Linked DNA regions of Mus musculus: all the other regions are linked to region 2. Evidence: chromatin contacts called from public Hi-C data. All regions are on one chromosome and are shown on one strand. The core of a region is the stretch at or near the end of the contact, and the rest is flanking DNA. Distances in the headings are between cores, read along the strand shown. Region 1 has its middle 12 kb from the start of Bhlhe23. Region 2 has its middle 15 kb from the start of Mir124a-3. Region 3 has its middle 19 kb from the start of Gm14340.

Evidence for each region. Hi-C and Micro-C count contacts between places; a contact is called where the count stands out from the background.
Region 1: a contact with region 2 is called in a Hi-C map of cerebral cortex, with 3 times the contacts expected there. The contact joins two enhancer-like sites. A contact is called at or near these places in 1 of 39 promoter capture datasets (embryonic stem cells), 2 of 15 datasets of contacts at CTCF or cohesin (embryonic stem cells and pro-B cells), 28 of 484 Hi-C or Micro-C datasets (the 63-12 cell line, the Ba/F3 cell line, the G1E-ER4 cell line and 12 more) and 10 of 115 datasets of contacts at active chromatin or transcription factors (embryonic basal ganglia, embryonic forebrain, embryonic hindbrain and 5 more).
Region 3: a contact with region 2 is called in a Hi-C map of brain, with 4 times the contacts expected there. The contact joins two enhancer-like sites. A contact is called at or near these places in 1 of 15 datasets of contacts at CTCF or cohesin (CD8 T cells), 59 of 484 Hi-C or Micro-C datasets (the 63-12 cell line, 8-cell embryo, the AML12 cell line and 27 more) and 8 of 115 datasets of contacts at active chromatin or transcription factors (embryonic basal ganglia, embryonic forebrain, embryonic hindbrain and 5 more).

The regions. Positions count from the first base shown.
Region 1 is chr2:180,786,430-180,790,408 of GRCm38.p6, forward strand. No RefSeq gene overlaps it. Among named protein-coding and RNA genes, the nearest start is that of Bhlhe23, 12 kb to the left of the region's middle. Within about 2 kb of position 2,667, at least 35 of the 459 cell types and tissues checked have an H3K27ac peak or open chromatin away from gene starts, as enhancers often do. A contact at or near this core is called in cerebral cortex, where this site is marked.
Region 2 is chr2:180,877,724-180,881,239 of GRCm38.p6, forward strand. No RefSeq gene overlaps it. Among named protein-coding and RNA genes, the nearest start is that of Mir124a-3, 15 kb to the right of the region's middle. Within about 2 kb of position 1,853, at least 50 of the 459 cell types and tissues checked have an H3K27ac peak or open chromatin away from gene starts, as enhancers often do. A contact at or near this core is called in brain, cerebellum and cerebral cortex, where this site is marked.
Region 3 is chr2:180,803,843-180,807,435 of GRCm38.p6, forward strand. No RefSeq gene overlaps it. Among named protein-coding and RNA genes, the nearest start is that of Gm14340, 19 kb to the right of the region's middle. Within about 2 kb of position 2,314, at least 21 of the 459 cell types and tissues checked have an H3K27ac peak or open chromatin away from gene starts, as enhancers often do. A contact at or near this core is called in brain, cerebellum and cerebral cortex, where this site is marked.

The sequences.
Region 1 (3,979 bases), core at 1,417-3,916, 90 kb before region 2:
CTTGAGCCTCTGTTTTACTCCTGTTCCCTAGAGCTGTGAGTGGTGACAACCCTAAGTTCAAGGCAGATTCTACAGGAGGACTGCAGGACTAAGCAGACCAGGCTACACCCTACACAACAGGTCCCTGGTGTGTGTTAGAGAAAAGGCCCTTACCAACTCCCTCTTGTGAGCAGGATGGTAGTTCCTGTATGGTGGTCCCTTTCCCAGCCCTGGCCACCCAACATGGACCTACTTCAAGCAGGCTTCCTTCTCAGAATGTTTCATTCTAGGGTTCTAAGCAAGAATTGAGAACACCCTCAGAAGGTCACCTGGGCCTTAGTCCCCTGTTGAGCATCTTAGAAATTAGAAGTAGTGGCTTTATCTGGGAGGGGCTGTAGATCTCTGGCCAAGTCTCCCTCTGTTGTCTGAGGAAAGTCTGCTGTCCAAGCAAGGGAACAGATTTTGATCCTTCTAGAAGCAGTTAGGGAAGTTGGTGTTGCAGATTTGGGGAGTTCCTATTCTGGCCTCCAGGGGGCAGTATGCCTCTGATCTTGTGTTGTTCTGTCCAATTACAGGTGAGGTTTTATTTTGTTTTGTTACTGTTGTTTTTACTGTCATTCATTTATTTTGCTTTGTCTTTTGTTTTTCTGAGACAGAGTTTCTCTTTGTAGCCTTGACTGTCCTAGAACTCAGTCTGAAGACCAGGCTGGCTTCAAACTCACAGAGATCCTCCTGTCTCTGCTTCCCAAGTGCGACGGGTCACCACACCCACGTACGGGTAAGGTTTTTAGGCAATAGTCCAGTAGTTGGGTGTCTTAGTTGTTTTGTTGTTGGGACCAGATTGTAGACTCTGAGCCTCCAGGAGCAGCAGAGACACGTCTAGCAGGTGGTGAAGGTAGGGCCCTCTCTCCCTGACCTCCTTTGGACATAGCAGCCCTGCCTTAATGAGCTCTCAGGATGCTTTAGAGGGGCCTCTCAAGGTGGATGAGGACAAGGAAAGGCCAGGACATGGCCCTGTGATGGCTGATGTAGTCAGGGCGTCCCTTAGTTCCAAAGCCAGAGGGTCTATGCCAGTAAGGATGCGTCAGGCATAGGAAGACAGACCAGGAAGAGGTCAGACTCTTGTGGGCTGGATCCATAGGTCTCTCTAAATCTGTAAGGCAGGTGACCTCTGTAAGTTCAAAGCCAGTCTGGTTTACACAGCAAGTTCCAGGCTAGTTAGAGCTACATAGTTTGTCTCAAGAACAAAACAAACAGAAGCTCACATGGCAGCCTTATGCATTACTTGATATTCTCTGAATCTGGCTCTCTATTCTCTTGTGTAGACCCATCTGGCATGGCTTTCCTTCATCCGGAATGGTGTCAGTGCTTGCTCAGTACAAGCTGGTGATAGTTTCTCTCAGCCTATAGCTGGTTACTTTGTCTAAAAACATCTTTATTTGTTGCAACTGTTGGGATGTTTTCCTTGGATACAGAACTGTGTTAGTGTGTTAGGCTGGCAGGTTTGCTCCCCCCCACCCCCGTGTGTGTGTGTGTGTGTGTGTGTGTGTGTGTGTGTGTGCGCGCGCGCGCTCGTGCCTGTGGAGGCCAAAGGACAACCCTGAGTGACGCTGAGAGGCTCGCTGGTTGGTCGGAACTCACCAATTTGGCAAGGCTGGCTAGCTAGCAATGCCTGAGATTCTTTCTGCCTCTGCAGCACAGGGATTACAAGGGTAACGCCATGCCTGTGCCTATGATCCTATGGATCTGGAGAATGAACTTGGGTCCTTGTGTTTGCACATCAAGCACTTTACTAAGCATCTCCCCAGCCCCGTTCTCTAATTACTTTCCTTTGCACCTTGGCTGCTTTGGGCTGCGGGCTGACTTTGATCTCATTGTGCTGGAAACAGATTTGTTGAGACCTTTTTGAAGTGCTGGACAAGTCTGCTCTTCACTCCTGACAGGCCATCCCAGAACATCGTGATCCACCACCCTGCAGGGCACATTCCTGTGAGGGCTAAGCTGTTTTCTGGGCTCTGGCCTGTGATGAGGGTGACTCTTGTCAAAACTCCTGGTCAACCTGCTTGGGCTTTGCTCTCTTCTCCCTCCTTTGGTGTGGGACTTGGGAAAAGGGGCCCAGGAAGCCTATCAGCACCTGCTAAACAGGGTGGCAGGGTGACCTCTGGAAGGACAACTCCAAGCCAGGAACTCAGTGACCTAGTTTCCTGGTGTTTCTCAGTGGAGGAAGTCAGCCTGCAGTGCGGCAGCTATCCAGGACCTCATTGGCAGAACTGGATTGTCGCTATCTGGCTGCAGAGGGAGATCAGATGCCTGCCCACTGGGAACATGAAGTGTGGAGTGATGGGCATGGTGTTCTCTTATCTGTGAGCTTGGGGATATCTGATGCCTGTCTGGATCTCCCCTTCTTCCCCCCCCCGCCCCCCCCCCGCCCTCCGCCCTCCGCCAATCTTCCTTTCTGTGACTTCAGAGCCTGAGCAGGAGAAGCGCTGACAAGGAAAGCGTGAGAGAGCACATGGCAGGGACCATAAGCCTGACAGGGGGCAGAGAGCCAGATCCCCTCAAGATCTGTGAAGGAGACAAGCTGGGCTCATTACCTATTCCATTTTGCGGGAAGAGACTGGATAGGAGGCTGCCTGCATGGCCCTGCCCATCAGTGCTATCGTGCTGATCCCTGGCAATCACAGCCTGGCTGCAGCACCCAGAGCCTGAGCCGCCTGCAGCATCTGAGCAGATATGCATGCCTGGAGATGCACTGGGAACGTAAATGTGTCTGTTAATGATTCTCCCTGTGGTTCCCACATTGCCCCACAGATGATTCTGCACTTGGCTGAGATGAAATGCAAACACCTAGAAAAAAAAAAACCAGAGAAAAGCATTGTAGGACTCTAAAAGCTTGCTTGTGCTGCAGTTTCAAAACAAACATTAACGGTATCGATCAGGAGCAACTTTGCTAGACTAAATTTGAGTTGTAAAGTCAGGGTGTCCTCAGGAGGGAGGTCCCTCAAGGGAACCCAACTCCTCCCCGACACAGGGCAAGGTGAGCATGTGTTCTGGTGTTAGCTTCTCCATATGCATAGATCAAAGGAAAGGTCTACACACAAACCCTCATCTCCAGGGAAGCAGAGAATAGCAGAGAGTGAACTATGGGATGGTTGTTGGCATCCCTTCTAGGCTCTGCCCCAGTTACTTGGCAACAGCCAGGTATGCTACTTGCCCCCTCCTCACTCTCTTCCTCTCTTCCTCTCCTACTCTTTTACCCTCTGTTCTTTCTCTCCCCACTCCCCTACCCCCATGTGTTCCTAGCCAGCCTCTTCCCATTTTTCTCTCTCCTCCCTCCTCAAGTCTCCTCCCCATGCCCTAAATAAACTCTATCCCATACTCTATGGAACCTCAGGGAGAAGGTGTGTCTCAGCCTGAGCCCACAGAGGCACCCCCTTCCACCTCACCATACCGCGCATCTACAAACCTATCCTGGTTCATTCTTCTTTATAAAACACAATGGTGAGGAGCCAGGCTAGGGCTTGTATGCACAGTGGGCATAGCCCTTTCTCTTAGGAACTCTGCTTCCTCTGCAGTTTGGTCCCCAGTCAGAACAACATGCACTTTTCTTCTGGGCATCCAACGGTAGGGATCACGATTAGAGCCCACACTATTGTGAGTCAACAAGATTTCAGGCATGGCTGACTCTAGGCATCCACGTGGAAGCATAAGTATGTAACCCTACCTTGCCAGCCTGCTACATTTACACCCATGTTGCTGCCACCCCTCCCCAGGGTGGCAGCTGCTAGCAGCTCCAGGCTAACTCTCTGTCTGATCCAAAGCTTCTTTTTTCTTCTGGTATCTCTTCTTTCTGGCCTGGACTCCCACTCCGAGTCTCATTCTCTCTTAATACTTATGGTTTGGTGACCCCTGCTCACTCTAGGCTTAGCAGTCAGGATCTTCCCACCTCTCAGAGACCCCATTCACCCTCAGCTTAAACAAGGGCTGATGCTGTCTCAAG
Region 2 (3,516 bases), core at 603-3,102:
TCAAGAACAACTGCCTATCAGGCAGCATGGGCCCCAGGGAGCAGGGTCTTATTTTCCTTTCTTTGCAATCGATTGAAGATTAAGTTGCTGTGTAGCTTTTTATTGAAGACGCACGTTTGCTGTGTTTAACAGGGAAACCAGCGTAGGGCTCAGCAGAGAGCTCAGGAGTGTTGCTTCCACTGGTCAAAAATAAAGCGTCCATATCAGCCATTGTCACTCAGCACACCTGAGTGTAATCCATGTACATATATACATGTATGCAGATATGTGCACACATGAACAGCTATGTAGAGGCACACATTCACACATATATATGCACAAGTATGCACAGACACCCATGCCTGTGGGCACATTCAGAACAAAAATATATGCATGCGCACACATGTACACACACACACATATCCATACATATGCATATGTTCATACATGGGCATATTTGCATAGGCATACACACACATCTACACGTGTGTGCATAGTCTCCCTTGAGCAGGCATGCAATGGCATGCACATATATGTGCATGTTCACGCACATGGATGCATGCACACACCACATAAGGTGCACACATGCATATGTACTACTCTCTAACTTAGGGTAGGGGAGACAGCAATTGACTTTACCTCAGTTCACCGGCTTCTTGAGTCTGACATGCTGCTGATATCAAGAGGACTCAATGATATGATATCTTGTTAGAGAATGTAGCACTGTCCCTCGGGCATTTGTTGTCATTTTTTTAATCTATCATCTCTCATAAGGACAATAATTATCCTTCTACATCTTTTTAGGAATTATTCCAGGTCTCCCTGCAGCATCTTCAGTGGCCAGAATGCCCTGATGTGGGCCTGCCACTCAGAACAGACTGTCTAGCCTGCCTCAGGTAAGGCTAACAGGATTCTGCACCTTGGATACCCACATCCTCCCCTCTGGAACCCTATCCACAGACATTAAGTAAGAGTCAGGCCTAGATCAGTGCCCCTTTATGTCAACACCAGTGCACAGCAAGCAGCTGGAGCCTTGTGTGCTGGCTTAGGCAACATGCCCGCCTCCCTGGGATGAACACCAATCAGTGATGTCCTCTGCTCTCCTCCCTATGTTTGACCCTTTCTCAACGTCCATAGGAAGTGCCCTCTGAGGGCAGACCCAGGACTGAGCACAACACACCCCTCCAAGACCTGGGCAGAGAATGGGAGGAGAGACACAAGTCAGAATGTCCACAATGCTCCGGGGCCAATGCTCACATCCACAGTCTCTTGGTGGCTACTCTAATGCATCTACCCTAGGAACATCCACCTGACAACCCACATGGCTTGCAGGGTGCATTTCCCATCCCAGACAGCAGCTTTCTAAAGCAGGGCACCTAGGCATCTGTGCCCAAGTTATGTGCAGAACAGAAGCCCAGCAACATCCTTCATGCTGGACAATGACTTCAATTGAGGACACCTTTGTTTCTCACCTTTGAGGAACTATTAAAGATAAGCCCGGGGTCTCATAATATCTGTGCAGTGGTAGATAGACTCCTTATGGACTCAGGTTAGAGGGTTCTGGCTTTGGGTGCTGTGGTGAGCATCCCAAAATGACCTGCCCGGCCAGGGGTCTATGCCCATTTCTTTTATGGGTCCCTTCAGACTCTTCCTCTTGCATATTTATACACATGCACACCCCCACGTACACATCCATATACTTGTGTGCACACACTCACCATGACATGAAGATACTTCTACCCTAAGCCTATGGATTACTGGCTTAGGTTTTAGAGGGGGGTAAAGGAAGAGAAGGAAGGATTGCTAGGCAACCAGCCAGGGGTTGCTATGGCATTTTCAAGAGTGCAGCTGAGCCAATCAGGGCCAACTGTGGGCTGGAAGAGGCTGGCGCAGGATGTCATGTCAGCTCTGAGGAAGAGGAGCCACAGCGACAACAGCGCCCTGAGGAGGACCAGCCACCTCATGAATATTCATTGAGCTGATTGAGGAAAAGTCAATTAACTACTTGACAGCTTGGTTTCCCTGATTCTTTTTTCTTTTAACTATTTAGCAACCACAGGGCAGGGTAGGGCAAGGCAGGATAGGGTAGGGCTGGATCCCCGCACTATCCTGCTGTCTCCAACCTACCTGGTTGCATTTGGCCTGTCCTGGCATGGCCATAAGCCATAGAGTCCTGGCACTGCTCAGGGCTGATTCTGTGGAATTTTTCCCTGACTTGTACAAGGAGCATAGCATATTGTCCCCTTGGACCACACGAGATCCGGTTCCCATCTGGCTTAGCACAGGGAGAGGTCCCTGCAAATGGTCTAGTCAACTTCCCTCTCTCAGTAACTGTGGACAGACACCTGGACAATGACCTCAGGCCTTGAAAGGTGTAGCAGCTCTGGAGACAACAAACAGCCTAGGTTGTTTCATAAACAGCCTAGGGCCACCCTATTCAGATGGGACCTCTCTCCTGGCCACAGTCCCATCTCCTCACCAGGTTAGGTCTTAGAATGGTGAGGAGATCAGGCCAAGAAGTGACTGCTTCTACGTGAGTTACTAGCTATGAAGTATGGGTCCTGTGATGGGTTGGAAATTTAGGCCTGAAGCACGGGCAGAATCCACAACAGGGGCAAATAGAGGAAGAATCGCCCTGGTCTGTACTGAGTTTTATTTGTTTCATTCTTTTCTAGTCACTTCTGATGACCTTGTTTGTCCTTGAGGTCTGGGAGACCTCAAGCCTGAGATTCTTCAGGATTTCACCGAGGCCTTTCCCTCTCACAAAGTGTGTACAAGTCTGGCAGGAGATCCCTTCAACAAAGGATCCAAGACAGATCTCTGCTAGCTTCTCAGAAACTTGCTTACCCACAGCCCAGGTTGCTATGTGGTTGCCCAAAAGGGACCATAGCACAACATTAGGGATCCGCAGAGGCTGGAAGAAGCCAGAGGTTCCTCTGAGAAGAATGCAGAAATGGCCAGTTCACTCCTCAAGTTCATGCAGAGATTAGTGGGTCAACAAGGTCCCACCAGCACAGCCTGGGGCCCTCCCTTGCCCACTGCTCCCTATGGGTCCCATCCCAAACCGTGCTCAGTGGAAGCAGTGAGACATGAGAGTCCACTGACAGAGACCTGAATGCAGGGAGGGTAGCCACAGCCCTGGCTGGCTCTAAAAGCCAGGGCCACCTCTAATAACCATAGGCTTGCTTATAAGGTTCCCATTCTGACCAGTATCTCTTGCCAGTGCCTCACCAGGAAGAAGCTCTCTCACCTATACTCTGGATATAGGCCAACCTGGGTCATCCCCAGTACCCCACAACCCTGCCCAGGCTGTACACATAGATACCCAGAAGATGCTGCCTAGGGACCTATTGCAAGGGCCAGTCTTTGCATTTCTCAGACCTGTGTAAAGAAGGTCATTTAGCCTCCACTATGCTCCCCCAAGGATGCCTTCAGGGCCATTTGGGAGCAAATCCGAGACAGATATCAGCAGGCAAGTCCCACAAGCAATCATCACGTCCTCCTGGAGGACGTCCGGTTGTCCATGGTGAGGACATC
Region 3 (3,593 bases), core at 1,064-3,563, 73 kb before region 2:
GAATTGTGTGGCTGTCTCTGGCAGCCCATGGGGCTCTGAGCTGCCTAAGGCTTCAGGAGGCAATTTAATTATAAATGTTTCCCTAAATGTCAGCTCCACCACAAGCTTGACAGACAGACACTAAGGCTTTTGATATTCCATATTCAACTGGTGCTGTGGGTAGGTAGAATGATGCCTGAGAGGTACCTGAAGGGAAATGGGTCTGAATTCCAGATGAGATCATGATCAGGCTGCCCTCGGAACCCTGCAGGCACTCCAAGACGTTTCCCCTTCATGGCTTATGGCATTTGACTCTTACACAGGAAGTGGTGCCTCCAGGGGCTCAGGCAGGGTGGGCAGGGCTACTACCTTCTGCCAATGGGTTTATTTCTTTGTCACAAACATTGACACACACTAGGAAGTGTCACCAAGTTCAGGAACAGGCAGCAATGAGGGTCAGTGTTCCAGACAGGCCTTTGCAGAGTAAGGAACAAGAGATGAGAGACACAGAGCCCAGAGCATGGAAGGCCCTGAGAGAAGCAGGGATAAGTGGAGTAGAGACCAAAGTGGCCGTGGCTTCATTTCCATCCTCCTACAGTATGGTTGCTTCTCTTCATGGAGCTAGTGTCTGTAGTCCTAAGGTACAAAATGTGTGTGTTCTGGTGGTCCCTCATAAGGCATTGCCTTCTGATGTCTAGAAACATTTGAGGAGGCCCATAGCAGTACCTAGCACCAGGGTCCAGGAGCGGAGCTGGTGTGGGGTCCCCTAAGTGCTAGCTCTGTTCTGCCCTCTGTAAAGGTAGCACTCATCTCATTGATTTTTCTTTGGCTCTTAAAACTCTCAGATGGCTCCATCTCCTGCTGCTCTTTGTAGGGCTGAAACTATGCATCTGATTCCATTTTTGTACCCTGCTGTGGCTGGAGTAGAGGGAAGAGATTGAGTGAGGATAGATATGCAGTCCTGCTGGGACATTCCTTCAGCTAGGATAAATGGCCTAGGGAAACCAGTCCAAGCATCATGGGCCACCTACAGCAACCACACCCCCTCTAAGCACTGTCTCCTCCCCAGCCTGAGTCCCATCAGGCAGGTCCTCCCTAGTGTATGCTTTGTCCAGCATCGTTGAAAGGGTGATCTATTTTGTTTGTGAAAAGCTGATTATCATAGATAAATAAATCTAATTAGTCTCATTTGCTGACACACAAGCCTTTAATTGAGAGCGGAATAATTTGCATATGCAAATGACACAGCTAGGCACCCCCTCCCCACACTCCAGACTTAACCTGATTCCTCCAGAGACAAATAATTCTGTTTCGGGAGAGAATATGATGTATTAATTCACACGCAAACAGCTTCATTTAGAATCAGTGGCTGTGTTTGTTTACATGAAGTGATGGCTGGTGTAAGCTTGTTGAAGAAACAAATGACTCTAAGGGAAATCTCCGTGAGCTTCCCACTGTGGGGTGGTCCCTGAATTAGGGGCTTTTTTAGTCCTCAGGGTGGCAGCTACCAGCACAGAGTCATGGTCATGGTCTCACTTTGCTGGAAGCTCTGGCCCCCTGGTAGACCAGGTGAGTACCAACAGGCCCTGTCTCTCTGGTGTTTGTTCCCTGCCCATATCCTGGTGGCAACTGATGGGGCAGGTACAGCCACTGCCTGGCAAGTTGGTGGTCATTGATGGCTTACAATGAGGCTCCACATGTGGCTAGTGTTTTCCCTAAGGTTGTGAGCAGCAGATCGTGGAGTTTGCCAGCAGTGGCTGGTCCTTGGAAGTTGAATGCTCAGTTCTGGGGAAGGCTGAGCCACTGGGCCCCAACTATTGACTTCATACAGCTTGTGGCCAGGGTCAGCTGCCTCTCCTTCTTTAACGGCCTCCTGCACCAGCAACTCGAGACAAGCCTGAGGTGTTGGGCCCCATGGAGGAGCCCCCTACCCCTGCTCTTGGTTAAACCCACAGATTCCAGGAACACAAGTGACAGAGGTACCCTCCATGTCTTGTTTATAGGGCTATGGCCTGCAAGAGTACTTTGGGGGCCTTGGCTAGTGATGTGAGAATAAAGACCTACATCTCTAGCAGGGCCAGTGTCTAAGTGCTAGGTGCCCGTCGTCCCTGGGCAGTGGGTGGCATAGCCTTTTGTGTGTGTTTTCTCCTTCCCTAGGCCTGGGGGTGGGGGTGGGGGTGTGGTCACATGGGCTGTTCTAAGGAGGCCTAGTGTGAGGAATTTGGCTCCTGTGGAAGAAGGATGATGGCATTCCCTGCCTACTTGAGGGCCCTTCAGGCTGTCTGTCACCCTAGCAACTGACTCATGAAGCAAGGGATCTGATGCTGCCCTAGATGGGTTCTGTGGTCCCCTCCCTTTCCTTTCTGGGCTAGGCTAGTCAGCAGAGGGCAGCAGTGGGCCAGATGCTGGCTTTGAGGAAGGGATTTGTGAGCCTGGAGAGAAGTTATGCCCTAAATTTTGGGGTCTTTGTGTGTTCCCCAAAGCCCTGTAAGGAATGATCACAGGTGGGTGATCGCCATTAACTGTTGTGCTTACATGGATGAGAAAGATCATCACCATAACAGCAGTGGGCCTGGCACATGGGAGGGTCCTACCTTTGGCTGGTAGAGAGCTCATTACTAGCCCCAGTCTCTGAAGACAAGGTCTCTGTCCATCCTTGGCCTCAGATCATGATGAGCCCAAAATGGAATCAGCCGTTAGGATTCCCAGTTCTCACTCTCTCCTTTATCTACTGGCTCAGTGATTCATTCATTCACTAATTTGTTCACATACTCATTTGTACACTGGTTCATCCACACAATCATTCATTCATTCAACACACACCAGCAGGGACGTGTATCTTTCTGACCCCTTGAAGGAAGTATTGGTGGTTTTTAAAACCAGGATTCCAGCTCTGCACCTGCCCAAGCCATCTTGCAAGGCTATAGCTACAATGTTACAAGGCTATAGCTACAATGTTTCCTTTGACTTCAGTCTCTGGCTCATTTATTCTCTGAAGTTTTTTTCCTGTGCCTTGTGTTTGACCTCCATCATTACCGGAAGAGAAAACATCCCATAGCGTTGTCCAGCTCAAGGACGTCATTGGTTACCCACACTAAGCATGTTCTCATGAGGATGCCAATGGCTCTAACATTCTGACTATGCTTGACATCATGATTGGGACAGAGTTCTTGTACAGCTTATCAGGACCTGGAAGCTACCTGAAATATGGGCTTGGACCCAACCCTTGTCTGTGTCCCAGCCCTCATGGACCTTTGGGAGTGAGGACAGAGTGCTGTGTGCACACATATGCATGCATGTCTATGCTGTGTGCACATACTCTGTGCATATCCTTATACACATTGGCAGGGCCTGGTCCTGGGGTCCCTAGTGTGGGAGGCCAGACTGTTAGAATTGAGCCACAGAAACCAGGCTGTGGCCAGCTTAGTGACCTGTCTACATCCTCAGCCTCCCTTGTTTTCCACAAGAAATTCAGTAGACCACACCCCATGTCAGGACCACCACTGGTGGTGGTACCCTCTCCATTGTAACTGAAAATGGAACCGATAGGCTCGTCCACACCTTGGTGTTGAAGCTAGGTATGCATCTACAAGGTTTTAGAGAGCAGGAGGGCA